Regions from separate parts of the Gossypium hirsutum genome. Here region 1 is linked to region 2. Evidence: chromatin contacts called from public Hi-C data. All regions are on one chromosome and are shown on one strand. Each heading gives the region's core, a stretch centred on a gene start, on an enhancer-like site or on the middle of the called end of the contact. The rest is flanking DNA. Distances are from core to core; before and after follow the strand shown. Region 1 has its middle 7.0 kb from the start of LOC121213592. Region 2 holds the start of LOC107921990 (mitogen-activated protein kinase 17).

Region 1 (6,457 bases), core at 3,341-5,840, 170 kb after region 2:
AAAAAAGTACTTAATACATAATGCAAAGTACGCCACATTTTTAACACCACATAATATTCGTTTAACATTCAATGATCATACATACAAATACTCAAACACTTGTACAATATTATGCATTTGTAACATGCTCAGTCACAACATAAACCATTTAACCACTCAATCTTATCAACCATCCAAGATAGAGTGCAAAAACTAACCTTGCTTCCAAATCCTTGATGCCATAGCTTGTCAATGCTAGAACCTTCGTCAACCTGGAAGCTAAACATGACAACCATTTATCGGTTAGTTTGAAGTCATTTAAATCTTAGAACCTATAATTCACTTAACAGGAACTTATTAGGAGCATTTACTTTCTCCTTCCTTAAATCTTTGAGTATAGAAGGATAAGAAAGCATACTAGTTAATCAATTTCTCTACTTCCAGACTCCAATTCTCACGAATATGGCTCTATGCAGAGCTCTCTTAAGTTCTCTTCTTCTCTGGAGCAATCGAAAGAGACAAAGAAAGTAAAAGAAAGAAATTTACGAACTGAATTAAAGAGGATTTTTCTTCTTTGCCAGAATGTCCTCTTTCACCTATATATATCTTCTATATACGGTCTCCCAAACCCTCTTAGCCAATTGTTGACAATCATCATATCTCCCACTATGCAGCCAACCAGTTCCATCCTAACCAAATTAGAACTAGAACCCAACTATTTACTCGACGGTTCATAGTTTTCCCAAAATTCCTAGTAGAGTCTGCCAACTTACCATATGCTCAATTAGGTCCTAAATTTCCTTAATAATTAAGACCTTAAAGATATCTCGGTGTGAAAATTACCCCCTCGCCGACGCACGCCTCAATAATCTGTTGGTAAATCGCGATAGCTGTACAAGTATACCATCTAAAAAAACTAAACTTGTTAGAAATTTTTTTCATAAAAAACAAAATTCTTGATGTAAAATTTAAATTTTATTACCTATTTACAAGTAGGAAGACATGTGTTTGGTGACTAACTGATGCCAAAAATGGGATCCTGTATAACACCCAAGACTACAACAATATCAGGCACCTGCCTATGTCTTGTGTTTCGTGGTTTGTCGCCCCAAAAAGCTCACGATATAATGTTGCTAATACTACTGAGCCCTAACTGTATGAACGGACAACTTCCAAATCAGATAAAAAGGGCAAGTACATAAAGTGGACCTTATTATTATTAGTGTCCGACATAAGTACCCTTTTATCAGATGCAATATATAGGCTCGAGTAGTGCACATCTTTTCCCACTTAGTGCCACTACTCGATAAATGTTCAAAATTTCTCTTTAACCAAGAAAATTTCAAACTCATAAATCTATCTTCACCATCACCGGGTGAGCATCCAAGTAAGTAATAGCATAACACCGCCAGTTCAAACACTTGTACACGTGACCACACTATTGCCGATTGGGAGCCCGAGTTGTAGTGTGACAAATTCTAAGGTGATGGTGCACTCCCAAAATGACAAATGAAATGTGTTGGTCTCTAGGTGCCACCGCTCAAACAAAGCGGATATCAAAATGAACATGCAAATCAATGCCACCGATCCAAATCTGAGTACCTCCAAGTATGACATAATCCGTTCATCTGACAAATAGCCCGAACCATTGACATAGGCCTTCAACACGCGGTACTCATCCTAACCATATTAAATTACTGCATTAGTTAAAATCTCTCAATTAAATAAAAAATGGCGTGCAACTTTATAAGGGAACCGTGAATAACAAATAACAATTTTTTTGCCGACGCATTAATCATATTTGCTTTTTGGTTGCTTTCTCTAATCAAAGAACTCATTTGGATATCTACCGTTTCAATTTTTTTAATTATCGACTAAACAATATACAAATAATGAAAATACATTTCGTATCATTTTCTAATTTTTAGAAACCATCTAATATTTAACTCTAATGCAAGTAATTTTTTACCATTGGTTACCATGAAGTTCCATTCCTTTTAAAAAATATTTTCACTCATTAACAACAAACATAAATTTAAATTACACAGATTTTTAACTTAATCACTCAAATGACCAGTTGATTTTAGAATAATAATATTAACCTACGCTACCAAAGAAAATAAGTAAATAAATATATAAATATGATATATCACAATAATATATACAAAAGCATGCATGTATATATATAGTTAAAAAAATCCTCTTTCACCACAAACTATTATCAATGAACTTAAACTTTTCTTTATTCCTAAACATGTCTTTCTTCTATTCCAAAAATTACTTTTTTACCCTAATAAAAAATAATTAAAAATGTAAAATGGGTCACCTTACAAATTAATTATTGAAATTGATCATTTTCTATAATATTTTTCGGCATCGTCTGACAAAAATATAATATAAAAGCAAAGCAAATATAGATATATATAAAAAAAACTTTCAAAATTATTATTAAAAAATATATAAAAACACATACCTGCTTACTAATGGTTCCTTCCAACACAAGCTCTTCTCCCAAAAATACTAAACTATTTTTTTTCGCAAAAAAATATTATTATAAAAATAAAAATATTATTTTATTATACATGCAAAAAATTAAACATATATCTCTAATACATTCAAATAACATCACATAATAAATTTTCAAAAAAAAATATTAAAAATGTAAAAATTTAATGTTGAAAATCTTAAAAAATAATAATCACAAAAAAAAAACCTGGAAAATCTCAAAAAAAATTTGGCCATACCATTTCAACATTTAATAATTTTTTTATATTAATTAAATAAAAAAAACAAACAAATAATAATTACAAAAAAAAATTAGAAAACATATCAGCTACTAGGGTGTTTCCTTTCATTCCAACACAAACACTCCTTCCTAACCTAAATTGCCAATCTCTTTTTTTTTTTTCAAACACACAAACAAGCAGGGACCAAGTTATATATACAGGTTAAAGGGGAAATTGGGGAAATTGGGGTAAAATTCGGGGCTGAGGAAGCAAAAAGAAGGGGGGAGCCTGTGACTATCCGGTTATGTCCGTCGCAGGGGGTTAGATCGGTGCTGCCTAACAGTTAGGCAATATTGGTCTAATTGCCTGTGGCAGACGTGATCGGATAGTCATGGGGTCCCTCCCCCTTTTATTGCTTCCTCAAGCCTTATTCTCTCCCCTTTTTTTGCTTCTCAGTTACGAGTTAGTATTTCTTTTTTACAATAGTGGTGCCGCTTGACTTTCATCCTCCACCCCTTCAAATTATTTTTTGAACCTGTACACAACCTATATTGTACCCGGTTGTACTTCATACCAATGCCGTCGTATAGGGTGGCACTACCAATAAAATATGATTTTTTTTTGAACTCTATTATGACCTAATGATGGCTTGATGATGGTGGAAAAAAATGGGTGGTGCTGCCACCTTGTGAGGCACCACCTATGGTTAATATTCAAAACATACTATTTTGGTAAGAGATACCATTTAAGTTAATAAATTTTTTTTTTGTATTATTGAGGTAAAAAAGCCACATTTCAAACATTGGAGTTCTGGATGTGTAGTGTATCAATTTAAACATCTAGAAATCTTTAGTTATCTATTTATGAGGGATTAATAGTATTGTTTCAGGTCGGGTCAGGCTGAGGCTTGATTTCAAAAAATTTAAAGCCTAGGCCCATGCTCAAGCCAACTTGGTCTGCTAAAAAAATATGTTTTACTATTTAAAAATTAATAAAATATCAATTGATATTTTATATATTTTTATAATTAAAGTTAAATAATAAATAAATTGTTTAAAATAAATTTAGAGGAGATCAAATCGACTCGAAATGCAAAAATCTATATCTATACATGACCGAAATTGGGCCTTAATGTGAGAATTTTTCAACTCATGTCGTGAAGCTTGACAAGGACTTTTTTTTTTTTATCATTTTGCCCAACATTGCCCTTAGGAGTTCGGTTTGTAGTCACAATTGATCACCGCACCTTCCCTACAGATCAAGACGCTTAACAAAAACTTGAATAGTTAAAAGTTAGTTCGATATCACTTGTCAAAAGGTTATTAACATATTTCTTAAGACAAGATTTTCAAACAGTAAAAATAAATATATCCCTTAAAATATATTGAAAAGCTAAACAAATATAATGTACATAATATTTCTTTCAATATTTTTCACTAATAATGCATAAAAATGAACTTGTTTACTTAAATATAACGTTTTTGGCACATAAGAAAAAAAAAAGGGTCCAAAGTAGTGGTCATCTGAAGGATGTCGGGTTAAGCAGTACAGTTGTTGCCAATCTCGTTATTTCCTTGGGCATGGAGTGCCATTGTTTGGAGAAAGAGATCAATATATGATTGAATAGCAGGTTCATATCCTCCATTGCCATGGGAATATCCAAAGGATTTGGTTACGCTTGAGAGTGATGTTTCTCCATTGGTTTTTTGGGTCCTTGTAAGTACAAGATGTAACGTTGGGTTGGTAGAATTTTAATACGACTTGCCTAAGAAGAGTAATCCCAACGTAAGTGATGGATAGGATAGGGCTTCCAGGCTTTCGCTGTTTCCGAATTGTTTCTACAGTATGGTAATTATTCCAAAACCAATCAATCCCTCAAGCCATGGTCTCTTAAGTTCTGCTGTCAGTGGGCATGTGCATTTTATTTTGCTCTTTAGTCTGGCATGACATTACTAGGTTCCTCTTGCTTTTCCGCATTATATGTTGTGAAGATTTGTGCAAAAAGCGCATCCTATTTCATTGGAATAGAGCTCTCGCAGGGCAAGGTTTGGAGCTTGGTTCCTTATGAAATCATTTTTTATGTTTCTAGATGTTGATGAATTTGTAGTAGAAACTCGTCCTAGCTTCCTTCCAGTTAATAATGTCCTTGTTGAGAAAACTGTGAATTCTTCTTTGAAACTACAGCCACAAAAATGGAGAACGAGCGGTGACAGAGGATCTACTCCTCATTCTTTCCTACAAGATCGATCATGACTTTATGATCCCAAGGGCATATGAGTTTATCAGTGGTAGGGTCTGATCGTTCATTTGAAATCTACTCCAAGGTATGAGTGCTAGGCTTGTGGTTGATGCCACATTGATTTCCTCCCAAATTTGAATTCGATACGCTAGAATTGGAGCTTTTTGAGTTCCTTATGAATGTGGCCCAAATTAAAGAATGAGAGGCTTGGTTCTGTGGTCAGAGGACCCATTATGTCCCAAATGTATTGGGACAAGACGGTTGGTTTACCATCTACTCCCAGTGTTTTTCACGGTCCAAATTGTCAAATAACTTGTATCTCCTTTGTTAGTATACCGACTTATTTAAAAGGTTAGGCATAAACTCTTTTCGTTTTCGTTTTCTTGAAAAATGAAAAATATTTTAAAAAAAAAGTTTGGTTAGCTCTTTGAAAAAAAAAAAGTGAAAGTTAGAAAGCAATAAAAAAAGTTTTTTCTATAGTTTCTCTAAAAATGCTTTATAAAACTTATGAAGATGAAAATAATGATTTTGAACTTTAAATGAATTGATCATGGTTCAAACCCTTATAAACAAAAAGTACTTAAACAAATTTTCAAATAATAAACCTGGTACTCAAGATTGGATCCATATAAATGTATTTTTTTATTTCTAATATTTCTATTATAGAAAAATAATTACTAAATATGTTTTCATATTTTAATTATTAAAAACAAATTTTTATTTCTATTTATCAAATGTGTTTTTCAATTTAAAAATCATAAAATAAAAAGAAAACATAGAAATAGAAAATATTCTCATAAACCAAAGCTTTAATTTGTTCATTAATGAGTGAGAATAAACCAAATCTAATAATGTATGATTCTATGACTCTCCGTTTGGTCCAGTTAACAAAAGATCGTATGGTAATGCTTAACAAAGAATACTTGAATGGTTTCTTCCTTTTCAATTTAGACCCTTCTAAGTTTTGCATCCTTGTAATTCTGTTAAGAAACTATTTTTTGACAATGACTGAATGCTAAAACTTAGTGTTTGTGGTTCTTGGTGTGTGGGAATAAAATAAGTATATGAGAAATTAACCAAAAGCTTCAAGGCGTATAATCATGCTACTTTCTTTAAGATTCTGTTTGTCCTACTATATTTTGGTGCACAAAAGAGTTAGTAGAAAATGAACCTCGAGGACACAATAAAGTCCAATGATTACATTTTGTATTGATGAAAATAGTTCATTGAGCACTTAGCAGTGTATAACAAGACTCGATTTTATAAAGAATTTATGTAGTAATTCTTTAATGAACAATCTAAGAATAGTATAAGATGGAGGAAGAACAAAATAACTTTTTTTTTCTAATTTTTTTGTGTGCCATGCAAATGAAATTCTACTTTTATTTATAGGATTCTTCATGTTTTTTCATAGATACATAACTATCCAATATATATTGTTTTGGATAGAATCATCTCTTAAATAGACATAACTATTCGATAAATATTACTTGAACTTTTATAATTCTTTGCT
Region 2 (7,183 bases), core at 1,121-3,620:
ATGAAGAATCAAGATGGTCAGGAAACCAGATCTTGGCCATGTTTAGAATAAAGCTAGGAAGTAACTTAAAGAGGCTCCCAACAAGAACTGATGAAAATTTTCTCCAATCAATAGATAGCAGACCCTTGCAATTGTTTCCACAGAGGGAGTGCCAAGCAAATCAGTCACGAGTTCCAACTGATCCACGACATTCTTCCCAGGAAACAACGGTTTCCCTGTAAGCAACTCAGCAAATATACATCCTACACTCCAAATATCAACAGCAGGGGTGTACTGCAGAAGATCAGGTTTTTGAAATCAATTAATAAAGTTCTTAAAGGAGTTTGCTCAAATTGATTAACCTGAATGGATATAAGTAAAACTGTAGCAGCAGTGTATACGTGTATGAGAAGGAGAAGGACAAGTCCTTTAAACAGATTATAGTAAATTAATTTCAATAAGATAAAGGACTACAGCATTTACATTTGAGAAAAATGAACCGCACAGCTCAGGAGCACGATACCATCTAGTAGCCACATAGTCCTTGAAAATAAATGATAATCAGATGTGAATGATAGCATACATTGCATAAACAATGGCAATAAGTAGCAGAAGTCATAAGGCAAGAAGGAAACACTTACAGTCCAAAAAATAGCTGAAGGTACATCAGTAAATGATACCCGAGCAAGTCCAAAATCACAAAGCTTCAGTTTGCAGTCCGCATTAGCAAGTATATTTTTTGGCTTTAAATCTCTATGGAAAACATGAGCTGATAAAATTGAAACAAAAAGGTAAAAACAAAGTGGGTCATTATTTTCACAAATTGGGAGAAAACTCTACTGCAATAGATGGGTGAATATAAGCCACCTGTGTGAATGTATTTTAGACCCCGAAGAAGCTGGTACAAGAAAAATTGATGATGGTCAGGGGTTAGATCGTCGTTTATCTTTATAACATGGTGAAGATCAGATTCCATCAACTCAAAAACAACAAATATATCTTTAAATTCTCGACTACATGGAGGAAGCATTATGTGTTTTATTTGAACTATATCCGGGTGTCGCAGCAACCGTAGGAGTTTGATCTCTCTAAGAATGCGGATTGCATCAGGGGTGTGCTCAAAGATATTGGTCATCTTCTTAATAGCCACTTTCTCTCCAGTGTGAGTATCTATTGCAGATGCAACCACACCATAACTTCCTCGGCCAACTACATCTGTTATTTCATATTGACTTGCTTCACCATATTCAGTGAAAAAGTCTTTGTCAAACATTTTCTGATCAAAATAAGAATCCATTAGGTTCCATGTTAAACAAAACCAATATGAAAAGCTTACACTTTGAATGGGTTCACAACATACTTGAAGTAATACAAAAAAAAGTATTGAAACTACCTAGCATAGAATTAGATGTTAACCTTCTAAGTACTGGGAATCTATGGATTTGATTTTCAAATGACTGTACTCGAATCTGTAGATTTGGTTCGAATTTGAATCCGAATAGATCCTATCATACTCTTTCGAATGTATAGATATATCAGATTTTTACTCATATTTTTATATAGTGACTATGCTCATCTTCATAGTTCGTGGAAAAGATCAAATCCAAATTCACCGTCATAAAATCCCATAACCAAATAAGGAAAACTTGTTTTCTATGGTGACCTCTAGCAACCCTAACTTCTCAATTGGATGCAAATATTTGTATATTAAACCAAGAAAAAGACAAAACCAAACACATCAAAGATGATTCTTTTAACATCTATTTCCAAAATTTCAAAATATTAGAATAATAGCCATGTCTAGAGAATGTTTAGGACTTAAAAAATAAATTAATTAATAAATAAAGAATCTGAGAAAGGAAATTCCAGGCAGACAAATTCCTAGTTATTATTAAAAGTCAAGAGAAGAAATTCAACTAAAAGAGCTTGTAGGTAAAAAGCATTTCATTTTCAAGTCATTTTCGTCGCTAAAATTTCCATTATATGAGCAAAACTTCAAACCTCCATATCACTCATCAAATAGACATTCAAGCTCCCCAAAAAGAAAAGGAAAGAAGAAAAAAAACCCATAACTCATTGAAATAAAAACAGATAATTTAAGCGGTTACAGAGCCAAAAGAAATTACCCTATTCTTTCGGGGGCAAACGAATCCAAGGCTGCAGCTGAAGCTTGAAGATTGATGATAAAGAGGTTCAAATAAATGCGGAGACAAGATATGAAATTGATGACGAGAGCTTCAAATAGACGCTGAAACCACAGAACAGATATGAACTGCTCAAATAACACCTCCACCACCTTATACGTAGAAATACAGCACCAGTTGGCGTATTTTATACGTGTATATACTATCTATCTTGAATCCAGTGGGGTTGGATGTTGACAAAACGAACAACTTGATCATGTCAAGTATTTATATTAAATATATAGGGTAGATAACAATTAACAATTAGCTGTTTTCTATGAATGAACCCTTTCACGTTTCAAGGAAATCCACAAAAAATCTATTCACCAAGTAAATTTTAAATAAAAACAATATTTTTGTTATTTTTATTGTTTTAATTGCAAATTTTAATTAGGGAAAATTTATTTATATATATTGTTTTAAAAAAATTAAAGATATAAACTGCTTTATTAAGTATTTAGAGAAATAATTCGTTTTTGCTTACGTAAGTACTGTATACGTGAAGCGCTTTCATTGACTTGTCACCATCCTTGATTAGCATTTTAGGGTTGATTGGAGCTTTTTATTATTATTTTATTTTAATTCCATTTCAAGTTTTTCCTTTTATTTTAATTTCTAATTTTTACTTTTTAATTGAATTAATTCATATTGTTTCAAGATTTTTTATTTTTATTTTTTAATTAATGTTTTTAGTTAATAAACATGTTTTCAAATTTTATTTTTAATTCATATTTTTAATTACAATTATTTTATTTATATAAATAAAATAATAAATATGTAATTATATAATAAAATATATATTTATATATATTATTATGTTAAATATTTTTTCTCTTGGGCTTGTGCTCAAGCGTCCCACTATGTGGGAGTCCACTTATATTTACCCTACATATATACGTGTGGGAACTACTGAAAAAAAAAGGTTAGATTTCTTTTGGTGTACCGATAAAATCTAAGAAAAGAGAAGTGGGAGAGAAAAAATTGTTCTTTATACACAAATCAACCTTTGTATTTTCTTTTATCGAAGGTTGATTCGATGTTCGTTGGAGCTTTTTTTTAATGTGTACAGATTAATTTCTTTTTGGGTACTGTAACTTTGAATTTTTAGCTTTTAAAGTCAACCTCTTTTTGGTGAAATTCTCAACTTTTCTCTTAAAGTTTGTTTAAAATTAGTTGTTTATAGCATTGTTTGAATTGTATATTCTTTATGATGGCTTGATTGTGATCTTGTAGAAAGGACTTTTTAATCTTGTGGTTTTTTCTCTTTGCTTTAAAAGGGTTTTCCACGTAAAAGTTGTTTCTCGATTTATTAGTTTTGCTTGCGATATTGTGGTTGATTTGCACAAATTGTTATATATATTGTGTTATTGGGTTTGTCATAATTACTGAATTGATTTTTCGAGAGCAGAAGAATATCGATCGTGCGTGCTTTCGCGTTGTTTCATTGGGTTTGGTTTCGTTTAGACAAACTAGTATCAAGAGCTTAGTTATCGTGTTTGGTAATCATAGAAATTAGCACTAGTAAGATGGATTATGTTAAATGACACAAATTATCAACTTTGGCGAAACAAAATGAAAAATCTTTTGTTTGGGAAGGCTTTACATTTTTGTATTTTTGCTACTCAAAAGCCCAAGTCAAAAACTGTTGAAGAGTGAGAATTTGAGTATCAATAAGTGTGTGGTTTTATTCAACAATTTGTTGAAAAGAATGTTTATAACCACATTGATCAAGAAACACATGTGGGCACATTGCGGAAAAAGCTTGAAAACTTGTATGCTTTGAAGTTTGGCAATAATAAGTTGTCCAATCTTTTAAAGACTTCAACTTTTATGTTCTTTGTACTTCATTTTACTGTTGAATGTTAATCTACACTTTTCTTATAAGTTTTATAGAGTAAATATCCTATCTTTCATCTTTTCTCAAGCTTTTATGTTAATGGCTGTCATTTCCTTTTCTTGCTTGTTTGCTACTTAGATTTTAGCATGGATAACTAAATTATAAGGGATTTGGTTGATGGAGATGTGAGTAAGTTAATTTTTGGATGAGGGACTGAGTTGCAAAAAAATTGGACTAAATTGAATAAACTTAAAACTTAGGATTTATTCCCTAAGGGAAAACCAAAATAAGTGAGACCAAGACGAGATCTTATTGGACACCAATTTGATAAGTCTCAAGTTTGATAAGTTATAAAAGTAATATATTTTAATCTTATTCTTAATGTGTTTTTGGATGATTAATTATGCAAATTAGTGAATGTGATTTCTACGGATCAACCTAAGGTCAGTTGTTCTTACTCTCGAAAGAGATATTAACATAATTTAGGGATTTCTACGGATCAAGTCACAAGTGAATAAATCATTTAATTCAGATTCAAAATAATAGGTGAAGTCTAGGTGGATTCTTTCCTGGGTATTGTCTATCTCATTGGTTATCTTCGATTATTTTCCTATTCATTCTCTGTTGCATTCTTAGATAAATTAGTTTGGTAATTTTAGAATTAAACACATCACCCCAATTTGTTGGCTAGGTAACAAGAAGACGGTAATTACTAATACTTTTAGTCCTCGTGGATACGATATTCCCTACTCACCATAGCTATACTATTGTTCGATAGGTGCGCTTGCCTTTGTCGTATTTATAGTTAGTTTAGTGACCATCACCCGGGTTAGCCGATTAGGTCAAGAGATAAACCGAACTAATTTGTCTAATTTGGTAAAGTTGAGGCCGAGAGGTAAAACGGAATCACTTTAGGAATTTAAGCAACTTAGATCCCACCACATCAAAATCAATTAACCACCGTTTATTATTCATTGATCAATTTAGTAACTTTGCATAATTTATAATTTAGTCCTTGTGTTAATTAGTTGATAAATTATTATAATTATTGTTTATTTCATTGCTTGTCGTACTATAGTGTTTAACAATTAGTTAGTTAGACTCTTTATTCTGCAGACTTGTAGTTATCATTTCCTTAATCGCTGACTCTTTTGGGTTTGATCCTCAGAGTACTTTCGTACCCCGTTGTATAATTACATTACAACTAACCTGTCACACTTGCATACACCACACGGTAATATAGTTTTCGATCATTTGTTGTCTGTAGTTGTTGATTTCTCCCTCGTCATTCGCGGGGGTAGCGAGGGAGGCAGCCAATGTGATACTTAAAAAAAAAAAGCCTAAAAGTCTAGGGAATGTATAACATTTTATCTTATGTTTTATTGGAACGCAAAACCAAATGCAAGGTCATTGAATCTATGTTTTGCAGTAGTAAGACAAGAAGGGAAGTAGGAAGATAGTGAACAGAGAGAAAATATGTGGAAAACCAAACGGCTTGATATATATATATTTTTTAATATTATGAAATACTTTTGATATTCTCATTGTAAAACACCAGAACATGATAGCTTTTGTGGAGTTACATTTTTGGTTTTGTTCATACTACATGATTGGAGACCTGGCTTTTGATTGTTGCTGTAAGCGTCGCAACAGCTTCCCCTACTGTCAAGAACAAGCAATCTGGTCTCATGAAATCCCCTGCTTCATCTGATTTTTGCAATTTTTCCATCACCTCTCCCAAAGGATTCACCAACACAAGCTGCCATGTCAATAATAGAAAACAAGTCTCACACTTTTCAACTTGAAAAACATACATACATACATACATACATACATACACACATAATGAAATTGTTTTTGCAGATTGGGAACTCACCTCAGCTCCTTTCTTTTCCACTGTTTTCTTCAGTTCTTTAAAGATTGATACGCCACTCGTGTCTATGGCACTCACCGCTGGAAAAAAAGATGGACAACAGAGAATATGCAGATTTTGAGTTTTTTCTTGTTTTTTATTGCAGACTAGCCACAAATACCAGCATCATTGCTCTGTTTCCATGGTTGAGACTGCTTACCTGACATCACTAAAACCACAAATTGAAGGCTTGACTGCTTCTTATGATCTTCGGCTTCATATTCTTCAATCCATCTCAAGATCCTTCGTAAAAGAAGCCCATTTCCAATTACACAGTAGAGATACAGAATAATTAATCTAAAGATAGGTAAGGTATTACAAAATGTGTAAAGTGATAACCAACCTCTCATTCAGATATGTGGAGTTAGCGAAGTTGATAGGAGCTTCAATGCTTAGGATAAGGAAACCCGGGATCTTCATCGATTCTTTGTAATGGTGAAGATCCCGGAAAATATCTGTCCCGGGAATGTTCCCCAACATCACTGTCTTTGGCCTAGTAATTTGCAGGAGGATCTTGAAAATAGACATCCCAACCTGGTTCATTGATATATATTCTCATAACTTTACAGGTTTGACATGTGGGGTTGCATATTATGAGAAGGTTGGAGAAGAGAACTTACTGCCATGGCAAGACCATCTTGGACCGAGATAAAAATAACCCCGAAGAAAGCACACAACATCACAATGAAATCAAATTTGTCGATCTTCCAAATTTGACAGGCTGCTGGAATGTCTATAAGGCCAACTACAGCTGACACAATGATAGCTCCCAACACCACGTTTGGGGTGTACTGGAATAAAGGCATGAGGAAGAGAAGGGTCACCATAACCGTAATCGACATTACTATGTTAGACACTGCACTTTTCGCTCCTGCATTGTGATTAACCGCTGATCGAGAGAAGGCACCTGATATCGAATTACCTAAGTTAATAGCCGCTTAAAAAGTGACTTATAAAGACTAATTGCCTGCTAGAGTAGATGTGTACCAGTTGTAATGTAGCAAGAAGTGGAGGAGCCAACCATGTTCATCAGCCCAATTGCCATCATTTCCTTGTTACCATCCACTTTGTAATTCTTAAGAGCAGCAAAAGTCCTTCCTACTGCAATGCCTTCCTGTTTACCAGGAAATATTGAACTGATTATATTATTGATTAGAGGTCTTGAACCACTGTTAATCTATTTCCATTATATTAACTGGTACTTTAGCCTTTGCAAATTGAACCAGTTGTCTTAATTATTGTCCTTCTACTTCCATATAACTCCAGGCCAAG

The links. A called contact is a pair of places that touch in the nucleus more often than the background predicts.
Region 1: a Hi-C map of anther shows a contact between it and region 2, with 4 times the contacts expected there. The contact joins the enhancer-like site here to the promoter of LOC107921990 in region 2. A contact is called at or near these places in 11 of 34 Hi-C or Micro-C datasets (anther, callus, hypocotyl and 3 more).

What each region holds. Positions count from the first base shown.
Region 1 is chrD01:47,342,799-47,349,255 of Gossypium_hirsutum_v2.1, reverse strand. No RefSeq gene overlaps it. Among protein-coding and RNA genes, the nearest start is that of LOC121213592, 7.0 kb to the left of the region's middle. Within about 2 kb of position 4,590, at least 4 of the 9 cell types and tissues checked have an H3K27ac peak or open chromatin away from gene starts, as enhancers often do.
Region 2 is chrD01:47,512,697-47,519,879 of Gossypium_hirsutum_v2.1, reverse strand. It overlaps LOC107921990 (mitogen-activated protein kinase 17), which reads right to left and starts at 2,370. Exons shown (of 13, transcript XR_005909472.1): 1 at 2,106-2,370; 2 at 847-1,255; 3 at 621-748; 4 at 463-522; 5 at 124-273. LOC107921989 (probable sulfate transporter 3.3) reads right to left here. Exons shown (of 13, transcript XM_016851795.2): 8 at 6,899-7,025; 9 at 6,532-6,818; 10 at 6,255-6,445; 11 at 6,072-6,154; 12 at 5,876-5,952; 13 at 5,477-5,758. The coding sequence ends at 5,597. LOC107921992 (a long non-coding RNA gene) reads left to right here and starts at 6,077. Exons shown (of 2, transcript XR_001691169.2): 1 at 6,077-6,218; 2 at 6,481-7,106.